Regions from separate parts of the Sus scrofa genome. Here region 2 is linked to region 1. A link is a contact called in public promoter capture Hi-C data. All regions are on one chromosome and are shown on one strand. Each heading gives the region's core, a stretch centred on a gene start, on an enhancer-like site or on the middle of the called end of the contact. The rest is flanking DNA. Distances are from core to core; before and after follow the strand shown. Region 1 holds the start of GET4 (Golgi to ER traffic protein 4 homolog). Region 2 holds the start of LOC102162791.

Evidence for each region. Promoter capture Hi-C pulls out the DNA fragments that hold promoters and counts their contacts.
Region 2: a promoter capture Hi-C map of fetal liver shows a contact between it and region 1, with 3 times the contacts expected there. The contact joins the promoter of LOC102162791 here to the promoter of GET4 in region 1.

Annotation. Positions count from the first base shown.
Region 1 is chr3:530,943-537,368 of Sscrofa11.1, forward strand. GET4 (Golgi to ER traffic protein 4 homolog) reads left to right here and starts at 2,583. Exons shown (of 9, transcript XM_021085940.1): 1 at 2,583-2,850; 2 at 6,271-6,349. The coding sequence starts at 2,690. It overlaps SUN1 (SUN domain-containing protein 1), which reads left to right. Exons shown (of 24, transcript XM_021085939.1): 24 at 307-2,032. The coding sequence ends at 420. It overlaps LOC110259828 (a long non-coding RNA gene), which reads right to left and starts at 3,679. Exons shown (of 2, transcript XR_002342186.1): 1 at 3,537-3,679.
Region 2 is chr3:695,777-702,863 of Sscrofa11.1, forward strand. It overlaps LOC102162791, which reads left to right and starts at 3,962. Exons shown (of 4, transcript XM_013987681.2): 1 at 3,962-5,241; 2 at 5,361-5,480; 3 at 5,991-6,078. The coding sequence starts at 4,997. The region is part of intron 2 of C3H7orf50; the gene reads right to left.

The DNA of each region.
Region 1 (6,426 bases), core at 1,333-3,832:
ACCAGCGGACACGCGCAAACTGCCCAGAGGGCGTGACGGCCAACCTCTGAGAAAGCAAGGCAGGACCATCGAGGGTTTTTTGGCTCCTGAGTGAGCTTTTTTCGTCTATCTCTTGCTCTGCATAAATGTGCCATTTGTAACGTGTTCTCAGTTTTACCTGAGCTTTGGGTCCTGTGATAGGTGATGCAGCTCATATTAAAAACTGAATCTCCACCTTGGCTACTTGCTCTGAAATAGCATAGCTGGGGAAGTATTAGGTCTGGAGTCTTAATGTGAAATAAATCTGACTCCCCCCCCCAATTTCAGAAAAGACCTGAAAGCGCTTTCCAGATAGTGGAGCTGCGGATTTTTTCTAACTGGGGCCATCCCGAATACACGTGTCTGTACCGGTTCAGAGTTCACGGAGAACCCATCAAGTAAAGCCAGTCTCCTCTCTGTTGCTGTACATTCTGTATATACTGGTCGGCCTGCAACCCGGACTCCCTCTGAGCGCGGGCACACGGACAGCGGGATAGCGTCACCCCTTCAGGCGGTGCGCCGACGGCCAGCAGGACGTGGCAGCGGAAGCCATGGATGCTGACAGCCACTGGCTCCTCTGTCCACGGGGACCGCTGCCCCTTGAGGCCCGCAAGCCACAGGCAGTCTCTGTGGAACCTCATCTGAATGTATGGCTCACAAAGACACTTACTTTCCTGGGGTCGGGGGGAGGGTTGTTTTTGAACGTAAAGCTCTTTATATTTGTATTTGCTTGACATCAGGAACAAAGCGAGAGAAGGTGCAAGGTTGGGGGTGTGTCCGAAGCCTTGACGGCCTTCACGGGCCCTTTTAAAGGACCTCTGGGGGCAGACGGATGTTGAGCGCAGCACATGCTTCTCTTGGGGAAGAACCGGTCGCCAGACTTCCGAGGGCCCTTCCTCCGGGCGGGAGTTTCCTCCGTTCGGCCCCCGTGGTTCGTTCGTGTCCCCAGGTGGGGCAGTAACTAAAAGGTGGTGGTGGTAGTCGGCTCCCACGTCTGGGAAGGGTTTCCGTCAGGCCTCGGTTCAGGCACACTGGACGGTTTGCCTCTTGCAGGTCGAAGTGGGTCTGATTGGAAAAGGGATGGTCTGGATCCAAGCAAACATGTAAATAGAGTTCTCAGGTCTCCACTGGGCTCATCCCGCCGGATTTCCCTGCAGTTGTCACGTCACACTAGGAGCAGGAACCAAGAAATCCAAGCTTTTGGGTGTCTTCAGGTTGTGTTTTGAATTCTGCTGAGAAGCGAACACTAACATGCTCTAGGTTTTTCCAAGGCTGTTTTTAGTCCACTGACGGTTATTGAAGGAGGTGGCCCAGGTGGCAAATTCATGACACCAGTACGCTGAGGCTCCTGCAGCAGCACTTTGTCCCGGCTCCGGTTGGGATTTGCCTTTTATTGCAACTACTGGCCATTCTCTCTCAATTCCTCTGAGGCTTGTTCTGGTTATAGTTACTATTTAATATTGAGACTATTTTACTGAGCAGACTTTATAAATGAGGTATCTGCAAGGCACTTAAAAGTGTTACAGATGTTTTACCTTAAAGTTATTTAAGTTTTATTGGGTTAAGACAGTTTTTGGGGTACTGTAAATGTTATTTTCAGGAAAAGATAGAATGATGGTGCTGACTGGTTTTCTGAAGAGTTTTATGTATATTGCACAACAGTCCTCAAATAAACAAATCTACATAAAGTAGCATTTTTTTCACTCTAGTTAGAATTCGAACGAACTAATGCCTATGCAGTTAAGTTGGATAAAATGTATACAGATGTTTCATATATTACAGGATAAATATATAAATCAAAATTTCCTATATAAAGCTAAAACTGGGAGTTGGGGTGGAAATATTTTGAATATTTATTTTTAAAGACGCAAGATAGGACTTTGTGCAGTGTATTTTTGTAAATGCTTTTCAAGATATTTGTCTCTGGTAGTGCTTCTTTTGCTGCCACCAAATTATAAGATGCTATTGAAATGTTTAAATAAAGAGTTTTACTTTTTAAAAGTGCATGACATTTCAAATGAGTCATAACCAGTGTATTTCTTTTCTCACCTCCTATGTCTCTGCCCCTGGTGGGGGGCGGAACACGCAGGGTTTCGGGCCCCGCTCAGGACCCCTTCGGGCAGGAGCCTGGGTCACCCCGCAAACTCTGGAACTCCAGGCCCGGGAGCACCCGCTCACCCCCAGCCCGTGTCTTGCCGGCGGCTCGCTCGGGGGCGTGTCTCCGCGTTTTCCCATCGCCCCACGTAGGGACGGCGGCGTGTTCGGGTGTCCGCCGCTGGGGCGGGGGCTCATCGCTGGTCCCGAGCACCCGGCGAATCCGCTGAGGGCTGAAGCGCGGTTTTTATTGGAAAGTGTCAACAGTTCAAGTACCGCGAAAAACGGCCCCAGGTGCAGCAGAGATACCCTCCCGCGCACTGGCGGGGACAGAGGACGCGCCCCCGGCGCCCCCGCAGCAGCGCCCGCCATTGTGGCGCCAGCCCCGCCCGGCTCGGCCACGTGGCCGCGCTCGGCCCCGCCCCGCAGTCACGTGGCCGTCGGCGCCCCGCCCCCGGCATCTCCCGGCTCCTCGCCGGCCACCGTAGAGCGCTTAGGGCGGCCGCCGGGACGGAAGCCGAGAGGCGCTGCCGACCGCGCCTGCGACAGCGTCAGCCCTGCGCGGAGCGCCGGCGCGATGGCGGCGGCGGCGGCGGCTGCGATGGCCGAGCAGGAGAGCGCCCGGAACGGCGCCCGCAACCGCGGCGGCGTCCAGCGCGTGGAGGGCAAGTTGCGCGCCAGCGTCGAGAAAGGCGACTATTACGAGGCGCACCAGATGTACCGGACCCTCTTCTTCAGGTAGCCGCCGTGCCGGGGCCGCCGCCTTCCAGGGCTTTCCCCCCGACCGCCGAGCCCGGCGCCCCGCCCCCGGACGCCTGCCATTGGCCGCGTCGCGCCGCCCCGCGGCCCCATTGGCCCGCGCCGCTGCCCGTCACCGAGGCGGTGGGAGCTGGCGGCCGTGCGGCGGCGGGGGTAGGACTGCGGCCCGGCAGGGAGACCCCGGCCCTGGACGCCTGACCCCAGACTAGACACAGACCTAAAGCCCTAGTCGAGACCGTGGACCCCTGGCCGAGACCCCAGACCCGGTCCGGACTCCACACCCCGGCCCAAACCCCGAACGAAGGCTCCGGATCCCGACCCAGACCCGGGACCCAGTCCAGAGTACGGACGCAGACCCGAACCCCGACCAAAACTCCTGGCCGAGGCCCCGGACCCGGTCCAGACCCGAATCCCGCACGTACACTCCGGACCCCGGCTCGAACCCAGACTCCAGCCCCGGCCCAAACCGGCTTCCGCCTCCCCCGCCCCGGCCCGAGGGCCATTGGACTGGAAGCCCCGCTCGCAGCCTCGCGGCTTTCCTCCCTCTGGGCATCCGGCCGCGAGGCTGTGAACCTGTTTCCCATGTTTTGTCGGCCTTGCTCACCCGCCTGTTAGGTTTTGTCACTAGACCAGCTGTTTCTGTAAACTCGGTATTTTTGTTGTACCTGCGCTGCCCGCTGGCCACGTGGGGCTGTCGCGCATCTGAAATGTGCTGAGTACCGAACGCGATGGGCTGCGCGTGTGAAAACAGGGCCTCAAGACGCGCAGAGAAGCTTGTCGGCAGAGTCGAGTGACCTTCAGCTGTGGGTGATCCTTGAGGTGACACTGGGATGCGCTGTGTTACATACACCGTCTGCCTTTAGTGCGGCCTTAGGAATTTGGCAAGTGCTGCCTTGGCTCCCTTTCCTTTTGGACGGCAGTGTGTCACGCTCTTGCCGTCACACCGCCACTGCTGTGATTTTTAGCTCTGCTTGCTTACCTTTGTGAGCCATTCCTGTATATCACGGCTACTCTGTCATCCTTCAGGTTTCTTGCCAGAAAATAGCTGGGCCGTTCTTTACAATTTAAAGATAATTTTAGAGGATTTCATCTGTTGCATTTGACTGCTTTTTCTTTACAAGCTGCCAGAAAACAGCAAATGCTTTAAGGGCAGGCGGGTCTCGCTTACACGGCTTAGCCCTAGATCTAAATTTTTTCTTTAAATAGCAGGTTGAATCACTATCTTGGGAAGCCTAGTGGTACTTTCTGCTTTGCTGTAGTTTGGTTAGACGTGGCACCTCATGCCTGAGACCATGTTTGGGCTCCGTGGCCCAGAGGACGGGGTAGGAGTGAGCTGATGGTTCTTCAAGCGGATGAGCCCGAAAGTCTGTTCCGCGAGGCTTCCGCCTGGCAGCTTAGCCACTCCCGTTTTGTGGTGGGGAGGTTTGGTAGCCTTCTCGACTTGCCCTGGTGCTTGCTGTTCCTGGGGATTTGTATGTGAACATTTGACCCGGTGATTAATCAGCAAAACTGGATCGTCCCACAATGGACATGGCGTTCCTTGCTTTGAGCCAGTTCTGCAGTCACTGCTGGAGCAGGAACGCAGTCGCTGATTCGCCTCAAAGAGGTGTGTCTGGGTGCCCAGGGTGTAGTTCGTGGTCACGTGGGGACAGATGCAGGCTGTCCAGCAGTCTGGCCTTGGCCGGGGTCCGCGTGATCCAGGCTGCCTTGGCTTCCTCGTGGGTTGTTTTTGGGCTCCTCTCTCTCCAGGATTCCTGAGGAGTAAAGGTCTGCCTTGGGCCCCTCTGGGGCGTGTGGTGGCCAGTCCCGGTGGCCGTCCAGTGGGCCTGGCCGCAGAGGCCTGGGGTCGTCCGTGTCTCTGCAGGGAACCGTTCTTGTGCGGGCGCACCGGTGCAGCCCTGGTTTAGTGCCCTGCGTGGCGCATAGCTGCCTGAGTCAGCTCAACCACGTTGTGCTAACTTTTTTTTATGTCTTCCTACAAATCGTTGTCTTTAAGTGTTTACGTAAAATGTACAATTTGATGAGCTTTGTCATAGGTAGACACCCAAGAAATGATTACCAAGGTGTCGAAAACATGCATCACCCCCAAAAGCTTCCTCCTCCACCTCCATGATGGATTTTTCACCCCTCGCCCCCCAGTACCCCTTGGTCTCTGTCGCGACGGAGGGTTGTGTTTTCTGGAGTTTTGTGTCAGTGCGATCATGGACCGTGAACTCTTTTTACCTGGTTTTGAATCCCTCAGCACAGCACGTCGAGAGTCACCCTGTGCGTGTCACTCATCTTCATCGCTGAGGGCCGGCCGGCGTGTGGGGACCGCCTTTCTCCATTCGCCTTTCGGATTCATCCCCTGTGTTGCTGGTCACTGACGCTGTGTCCCACAGCCCGGTTGGACTATGTGGGTGCTTGTGCCCCAGAAGTGGGCCGTGCTCACTGGTCAGCTGGAGGCCTCGCTCGGTCTCTTCGAAGCTGTGGGCGGCCCGGGCCCTCGCCGTCTCCCCGGTCCTCTGTGCCAGGAAGAGCAGGGTCTGTTTTGCAGGCCTGGAGGGTTCGTCCTCCTGCCGCTGCTCTGCAGGGCGGCTGGTCACCTCTGCAGTCATTGCCCGGAGGGACCCTCCTGAGATCTGTGTTGATTGTGGACAGAATTTTGCCTCTTAAATAGAATGAAGAATTAATTTCTGGCCGTGCCTGGGGAATGCAGAGGTTCCTGGGCCAGGGATCGAACTCCAGCCACAGCAGTGACAACCCCAGAGCCTTCACTGCTGAGGCCTCAGGGAACTCCAGACGTTCTGAACGAGACACTTCAGGCTTGTGGGCCCAGCCACCCCAGCCGTGGTGGGGCTCCTGGGCGAGGGGCACCCCTTCAGTGGGGCACAGGGGGCTGGCAGGCTGGGCCGAGAGGGAGGCTTCCGAGGCAGGTGGCTCCCCGTGTGGCCCCGGGGGTGTGGATTGCGGGCCTTTCACTCTTCCCCTGCTCTTCTAAGCCGCCGTCCTTCCCTGCCGCCCCTCGGGGAATGGTGCCGCCTGCCCCCTGCAGAAGCACAGCTGGGCTGGCACGACCCTGACCTGGGACACGCCCACCACTGCGCACGTGTCGCAGGACTAGGAGGAACCCAGGCCTGCCCTGCTCCAGGGAGGTGCTGCTTCTGGGCAGAGACAGGGTCCCCGGGGGGCACTGTCACCAGACGGGGAGGGGAGGTGGTGCCAGGCCGGCTCACGCGGCCCCCCAGGAACCCAGGCCCAGCTCTGCTCGGCCCCTGCGGAGGTGCGAGTGTCGCACGCTGGCTGTGTAAGGCGTCTGTTTCCTGGCACGCGGGTCCTTCGTGTTCAACCTCCCAAGCCGGGAGCGTGCGGCCGGCAGACGGGCGGAGCGGGCCCTGACCGCAGCCCTCTCTGCCGCAGGTACATGTCGCAGAGCAAGCACGCCGAGGCCCGCGAGCTCATGTGCTCCGGAGCCCTGCTCTTCTTCAGCCACGGCCAGGTAAGCGGGCGGGGCGGGCTGGGGCTGCGCTCCGGCTCCCCGCCGGGGTCTGCGGCTGCGCCGACGGCGGCGCCGTA
Region 2 (7,087 bases), core at 2,712-5,211, 170 kb after region 1:
GGTCTAATCAGAGCTGCAGCTGCGACCTACACCACAGCTCACGGCAATGCCAGATCCTTAACCCACGGAGCGAGGCCAGGGATGGAACCCGCGTCCTCATGGAGACTAGCTGGGTTCGTTACCACTGCGCCACGACGGGAACGCCTCCGCCTTGACTGTAATTTTAAAGTCAACGACCCTGCTTTTGTTAACAGACAAAAGCTCATCTACCTTTTGCCAAGCTTCATCACTTAAGACCCCAAAGGTGAGAGTTTAATCTTCATGAAGGTTATAAAACTTACTGCAGGAAACCGGGTCTGCTGCTAACTGTGGCAGAGACATCAAGAAATCAAACTTTGTACCTTTATAAAAAGCACCTGACCAAGGACAAGACAGGAATAAGTCATTAAGCAGTTTAATTACGGGAGTTCCCTTTGTGACTCAGCAGTTAAGGAACCCGACTAGGATCCAGGAGGTTGTGAGACGGATCCCTGGCCTCGCTCAGTAGGTTAAGGATCCGGCGTTGCCGTGCGCTGTGGGGTAGGTCCCAGACGCGGCCTGGATCCCGCGTGGCTGTGGCTGTGGCTGTGGCTGTGGCTGTGGCTGTGGCTGTGGTGGAGGCTGGCAGCTGTAGCTCAGATTCGAGCCCTAGCCTGGGAACTTCCATATGCTGCAGGCGTGGCCCTCAAAAGCAAAAAGCAAAACAAGACCTAACAAAAAACCAGAAGTTAAATTCTATGTCAAGTTCTTGAATTTAAAACCAGCTGGGAAATTTGGGGGCTAATTACGAACGAGTTCAACCGCTGCCTGCCCAGCTCAGGTTCTCCCAATGAATCTAAGAACCTGCTGAGGAAAACCCCGCACACCGACGATTAAATCACCTGAGACTTATGACCCGACTTCCGAAGCTTTCCGTGCGCATTTCCCGGGGTGGGTGACCTCTCAGAAAACAGCTCAGAAAGGGTCATAAGTGGCTCTTTCCTGTCGTGCCGTAACCCCAGCATTTTCCGCTTCCTCCGTGCGCATCGGAGCTGACCCGGAGCCAGGCAGGCCCTTCCGCGCGTTTCGTGTCCGGCGTTCGGGAACCTTGGGGAGGGGGGTGCCGACCGTGAATCCCGCGTGGACGAACCCCAGCTGTCCGAGGGCCAGCTGTCTGTCAAGGAGCCCGAGTGGACGGGCCCCGCACACCCGCCTCTCTACCAGCAGCGGTTTAGACGGTGACAGCGGCCAGGCCTGCTCCGCACGGGTCGGACACGGACCGGCCCCCCTCAGGGCGCCTGTGGGGACGGGGGGGGGGGGGTGCATGAGGGGCCGATCTCCCCCCGTGGCTGACGCCGCTTTGCTCACAGCAAGCACCCGAGAGACGTGGAAAACGAACCCGACAGTGAACCGTCGAGGGGCGGAATGCAGTCAACACGCTCGCGTGCGCTCAGCGAGAAGCTCCCGTGTGCGCAGACATGCGCGTGTCCCTGCCCGCAGCCCTGGCACGCCGCCCGCGCTGCCGCCACCGCCCAGGACACAGATCCAAACCATCCAAACCGCAGCTGCCAGCGGGCTAAGGAAGGTGGTTCCTCGTGGGAGAAGCTTCAGAGGTTTCCCTTTTCGTCAAGGGCCCGAATGCAGAGCTCGGACGAGCGCATCGGAGGAGCCCTGCATCCCCCCGACCCCCGGCTGCCTATCACCTCCCGGGAGCCTGCGCCTCGCCCGGAGCCAGAGCCGGCCCCTTGGTAGCGGCCTCCGGTGGCGGCGTCCCCGCCGGGCCCTCAGGAGACCCGACTGGCCGAGTACGTCCGCCCCAAGCGGCGCCGGCCGCCCCACTGGCACCTCGCGCAGCCGCCGTCGGCACCGCCGAGTGCCAGCCCTCGGCCTCCGCCCCGTGGGGAAGCTCCTCTGTCAGCAGGTGGGGGAGGCCAGGGACCCCCTGCCGGGGCCCAGCGGACACGCGGACAGCAGGAAGCAAACTCGCCCCAGGGCCAGCGCCACCCCTTCGGCCCCTCCCCTGGGCTCCTCGCGCCCAAGAGCAACCCTGCAGCCTCCCTCGGGCTCAGCCGCCTCCAGCCTGGAGCGCCAAGGTCTTCCAGGAGCTGGGGGTCGGAAATGAATGCAGTTCCGCCACGTCCCCGCGGACCAGCAGGAGGAGGGCGCCTGGCTCTGGGGCAAGGGCTCAGGAGGACCTGGTCTGCACAGGTGACACAGAGGTGGCTGGCCTGCCGGGCCAGGCATCCGTCCCTCCACAGCCGAGCTGCTCCCGACAAGGCTGATGGTGGGGGCCTGTGCATTTTCACTGCCACCGGGGATGTGGTGGCTTGACTCTGGCACAGTTTACCCATCTGCTCTATTGGTGATGGGCATTTGGGGTGTCTGTGACCACGGCTGGTTCCTGCGAGCGGGGCCCCCCAGAGCGGCTGCGGGTGGTGGGCTCCAGCCGGGGCTTTGTCTGACTCCAGGTGGTTCTCGGTGGCCCTGGAGGTGAGACCTCCTCTCCCTTGTCAGTGGGACAAGCCTGAGTTCCCGCTGTGGCACAAGGGTTGAAGGCATCTCGGGAGTGCTGTGAGGCAGGTTCGATGCCTGGCCTGGCACAGGGGGTTAAGGATCTGGTATTGCCACAGCTGTGGCTTAGGTGTACCTTGCAACTGCGGCTTGGATATGATCCCTGGCCCAGGGAATTCCATGTGCTGCGAAACGGGCAAAAAAGAAGAAAAACATGAGTTCCCGTCGTGGCTCAGAGGTGAACAAACCCGAAGAGGATCCATGAGGATGTAGGTTTGATCCCTGGCCTCGCTCAGTGGGTTAAGGATCCAGCCTTGCCAGGGGCTGTGGTGTAGGTGGCAGATGTGGCTCGGATCTGGCATTGCTGTGGCTCTGGCGAAGGCCGGCAGCTTTGGCTGCCATCACACCCCGAGCCTGGGAACCTCCATATGCCGCAGGAGCGGCCCTAAAAATACAAAACAAAACAGAACAAAACAAGAGAGAGAGAAAAGGACAGTCCCCAGCGCCGTTCTGGGGACTCAGCAGCTGCCTTATGGGCCTGAACCGCTGTCCCGCCACCATCACAGGTGCTCTGTGGCCGTCACGCCCACGACAGCACTGACCACGGCTTTGTCTCAGTGAAGGGTTAACTCACTGGAATTCGCACCTACTTCAGCTGGACCCTGGGAGATGCCCAAAAGTGCACCCAAGTCTCCAGGGGGCACGAAAGTGTCGGGGTCTCCGAGAACCACGGGGCAGGTCCCGTGTCCCGGTTTTCATGTGAAGCAGGTGCGTCGGGCCAGCGCGGTCCCCGGAGCACCCTGCTGTGTGACCTGGGGCGAGTTCTGAGCCTCTCTGTGCCCCGTCCTCCTCTGGAGCACCAGGCACTGGGAAGTGCTGACGGCGGGAGCACCGTCGGCTCCCACCCACCCCGCACCCCTGACGCAGGGCCTGCTTACCCTGAAGGGAATCACGTGTGCAGCTCAGGTGCCAGCGCCCCGGGCCCGACCGCCCTCCCGCGGGGCTGGGCGGGGGGCGGCGGGGGGGAGGCGGGGGGGGGGCGCAGCGGGGGACCTGCGATGGGACCTTGCGCCCTGCGGGGACTGCTCACGCAGCTGTGCCTCCCGCGGGCCGCCTAGAAGCCCGCCCGGCGGGGCAGGAGGAGCGGGCCAGGCGCCTGGAAGCCCCGCCTCAGAACCGGGAGATGCGACGCCCCCCACCCCCAGGCTGCGCGCTTCCAGGTTCCAAGCAGGGTGAGGGCGACTCGGGAAGGCCCCGCCGCCGGGGCAGGCGCGCTCACGGGGCGCCCCCCAGTGGCTGCCGATGCTCTCGGTCTGCGCGGGAGCGGAGGCCGCTGAGGGGGAGCCCGGCTCCTAAAGCGGCCTTAGGCTGAAGCAGTGGGGCTCCCGCAGGCTCGCAGCCCGCAAGGGGGGGTTGGGGGACACAGAGCAGGGCCCAGAGGATGGGGGGACACAGAGCAGGGCGGGGAGGTTTGGGGGGGACACAGAGCAGGGCCCAGAGGATGGGGGGGACACAGAGCAGGGCGGGGAGGTTTGGGGGGGACAGAGCAGGGCCCAGAGGATGGGGGAAGGCGTAGGCAGGAGCAGAGGAGCCGGGACCCAGCAGCTCCCCGAGCTGCACCGGGGCCCACCCAGGTTCCCACAGCTCCTCGTTCACCAGCAGTCTCGGAAGCGCAGACCCGTGACCGGCACCCCTGGGACCCTCTGCTCCCGCGCCCAGGCCCCCGGCCCCCGGTGCTCCGCCGGCCGCCTCCCGGCCATCCTCCAAGCCCCTTCCGCTGGGCCGCCAGTCACGCCTGCCTTGCCGGCTCTTGGGCTAAACATCCTCTGACTTTCTCACCCGGGTGGTCTCGCGGCCAGTGACACCCCAACAGGAAAAAGGCCTGGGAGGGCCTGGCAGAGGGCTGCCACGTACCCAGCCCACAGGGAGCCTGAGCCCCCTACCCGGGGGGAGCAACCGCGTCCGCCAGGGCTCGGGAGCACGCCGTTCGCCAGTCCAGACGGGCGGCCAGGGTTCCCCGCGCGGCTCTGACTTTACTGAACCCCCCCGAAGCGTATTTTCAAAACAGGGGAGCTGGACGGAACACACAGAGACGACTCAAAGCTGCTGCTGAACACAAACAGGTGTCAACAGTGACACGTAAGCGACAAAAGTCAGGACAGGAAGTGACACAAACGCCTCCTCACCCCCTACCCACCCCCAGCAGCCGCCCGGGAGCCTCACAGAAGTGCAACCGCGCCGCGGAGCGCGTGCAAGGCTCCGGCGGTGTCCCGGCGTCGTCCCCTTTAGGCCCCGGGGGAACAGCCGCGGTGCACACTCGCCGCCATTCACACACCCCAAGTCGGCTCTCTGGCGGGTGTCCCAGCTCTTGCGCGGAGGGGGCCCCTGGGGAGGGCGGCGGCGGCACTGGGCCGTGCCCGAGGGCACAGCCCATGTGGGCTTAGCACAGAACAGAGTGTCCTGGGAAAGGCGGGTGTGGGGGAGGGGCCCCCGTTCCCCGCGACGGGCTGGCCCCGGCCACCTCCACATGGGGCTGCGGACACTCAGGGGAGCCAGGAAACGGGCAGGGGCCTGGGGCGTGACTGTCTCGATGACGCAGGACTGTGTGGGCCAGCTGGGCCCCGCTGTGTCCCCAGGCCCAAGGCGCCCTCCCTGCGTTCACATGCACAATCTAGGCGACGGGCAACGGCGGGGACGTCACGGGCCAAGAGGGAGGCCACCCACGCCATCCAGGGAGCCCTGTCTCCTGGCCCCAAGCCCAGCCCAGAGCAGGTGGGCTCGGGGCCCAGAGGAGAGCAGCGCTCGTGCCGAGAGCCGGGCTGTGACAGAGGCGGGACGCACGGGCTGGGTGCGGCTCAGCAAGTCCCCGCATCCTCTTTCGCCTGAAGCAGGGCGGGCACGGCGGGACAGGGACCCCGGCGGGACAGGGACCCCGTGTGCAGCAGAGGGATCCAAACGCGTCTCCCGGCAGGGCCGGTCTGGGGACGCCGCGGAGGCCAGGAGGCCAGAAGGCAAGCTCCTGCCACCGGCCCCAGCCCCCCTTCGCCCAGCAGGAACTCTCCTGGACGTCGGGGGCGGGGGGGCAGGACCGCCCCCAGCGCTGGGGTTTGGCCGACCCCGTCCTCCACGAATCCCACACCCTGGCCTGCGCAGGGGCCGTGGGGGACAAGGGAGCGTCCCCCCAGCACCAGCTCCCGCCCGTGGGGGGCTGGGCGCCCCGAGGGGACGTTCGAGGTGGCCTGGGCGGGAGGGGTTGGAGCGCTTGCCCTCATGCTGGGCGTGGGGCCCGGGTCCTATTTTAAGTGGCAGCGTCGCCTGCTTTCTGGGCGGGACCGTCCTGAGGACGGCGGCGTGGGGGTCTGCAGGAAACCGCGGGGCCGGGCGCCCTGTCCCGTCTGCGGCACGAACCGCCCCCCTTCCAGGCCTGGCGGGTCTCTGGGGTCACGTGACCAAACCACCGCCTGCCCAACTCGCGGCGTGTGGTGAAGGCTCAAGGGCACATCCCCGTTTTCCTTCCGCAGCCGCCTGTTCCCAGGGAGCTCGGACCAGCGAGGGGCCGTGAGCGGGCGCCGGAGCCCCTCCCTCCGCGCCAGACCCTCCGCCGGCCAGGTGAGCGGTCCCCCGGCCCCCTGCCCGCGCCCGCTTTCTGCCCGCTGGCATAAGGCCCATGCGAGCAGCTGGGAGAGGGGAGCTGTGCTATCTCTGGAAACCAGTCTGTGAACCCCCACACTGGTTCCACCGAAAGGTGAAATGCCGTTTATTTCTCGCGCCTGGGGCTGGAGTGACCGGGCAGACCGCTAGCCCTTCTCACAGCTCAGACGAGCAGACCTGTGGCTTCGTGTCCGGAGTTGGAGGCAGAGAGCCTGTCAGGATTCGCTGGTGTCGACTGGGCCCTGGAGGCCCCCTGAGGGCTGAGCACGACCGATCCCCCCCACCGCCGCCGCCACTCTGATGAGGGCAGGGGACGCTCCCGAGAGCAGAGGGAGCTGCCCAATGCCCGTGTCAGGCTCCCCTTGCCACAAAGACGCTCGGTGGAGACCAGCGCCCCACACCAGGGCCTGTCCATCGGCCCGCTCACAGAAGCCAGGCCTTTAGTGTCTCTGGGGACCGGGGGGCGGGGGCAGCTCACCAGCCGTGTGGACCTTGAAGGCCTGGGGTGCGGGGGTGGGGTGGGGAGGGCTCGGCTGTGGGAGGGGACAAGCGGGGGGGGTTGGGGGGGCGCAGGACGCGGAGAGGGCCCTTTGCCTTGCGGGAGGCCGTGTTCCTTTCCTCCTGGCACACAAGCTCGCTGGTGCAGAGGGGGCAGCGGTGGCCACCAAAGCCCCGGTGCCGCCCCGCGTCAGAAGGCGCCCCTGCTCCTGAGGAGCCCGGCCCCGCTTTCCGACAGCACCAGATCTGCAGTCCCCCTTCCTCCAAGCCGCCCACTCGACCCCCGTCCTGCAGCAGGCCCCCGCCTGCCCCTCGCTGCGCCCTCACGGCTCCAGACAGAGCACGGCCGAGATGGGGTGCTGCACCCGCGCAGTCCTCTGGGACTCGGCTTTGGAAGGAAACACTGAAGCTGGCACGATGCTTCAAGGTGCTGCAAACGGGACGCTGCACAGCCAGCCCGAGACCAGGG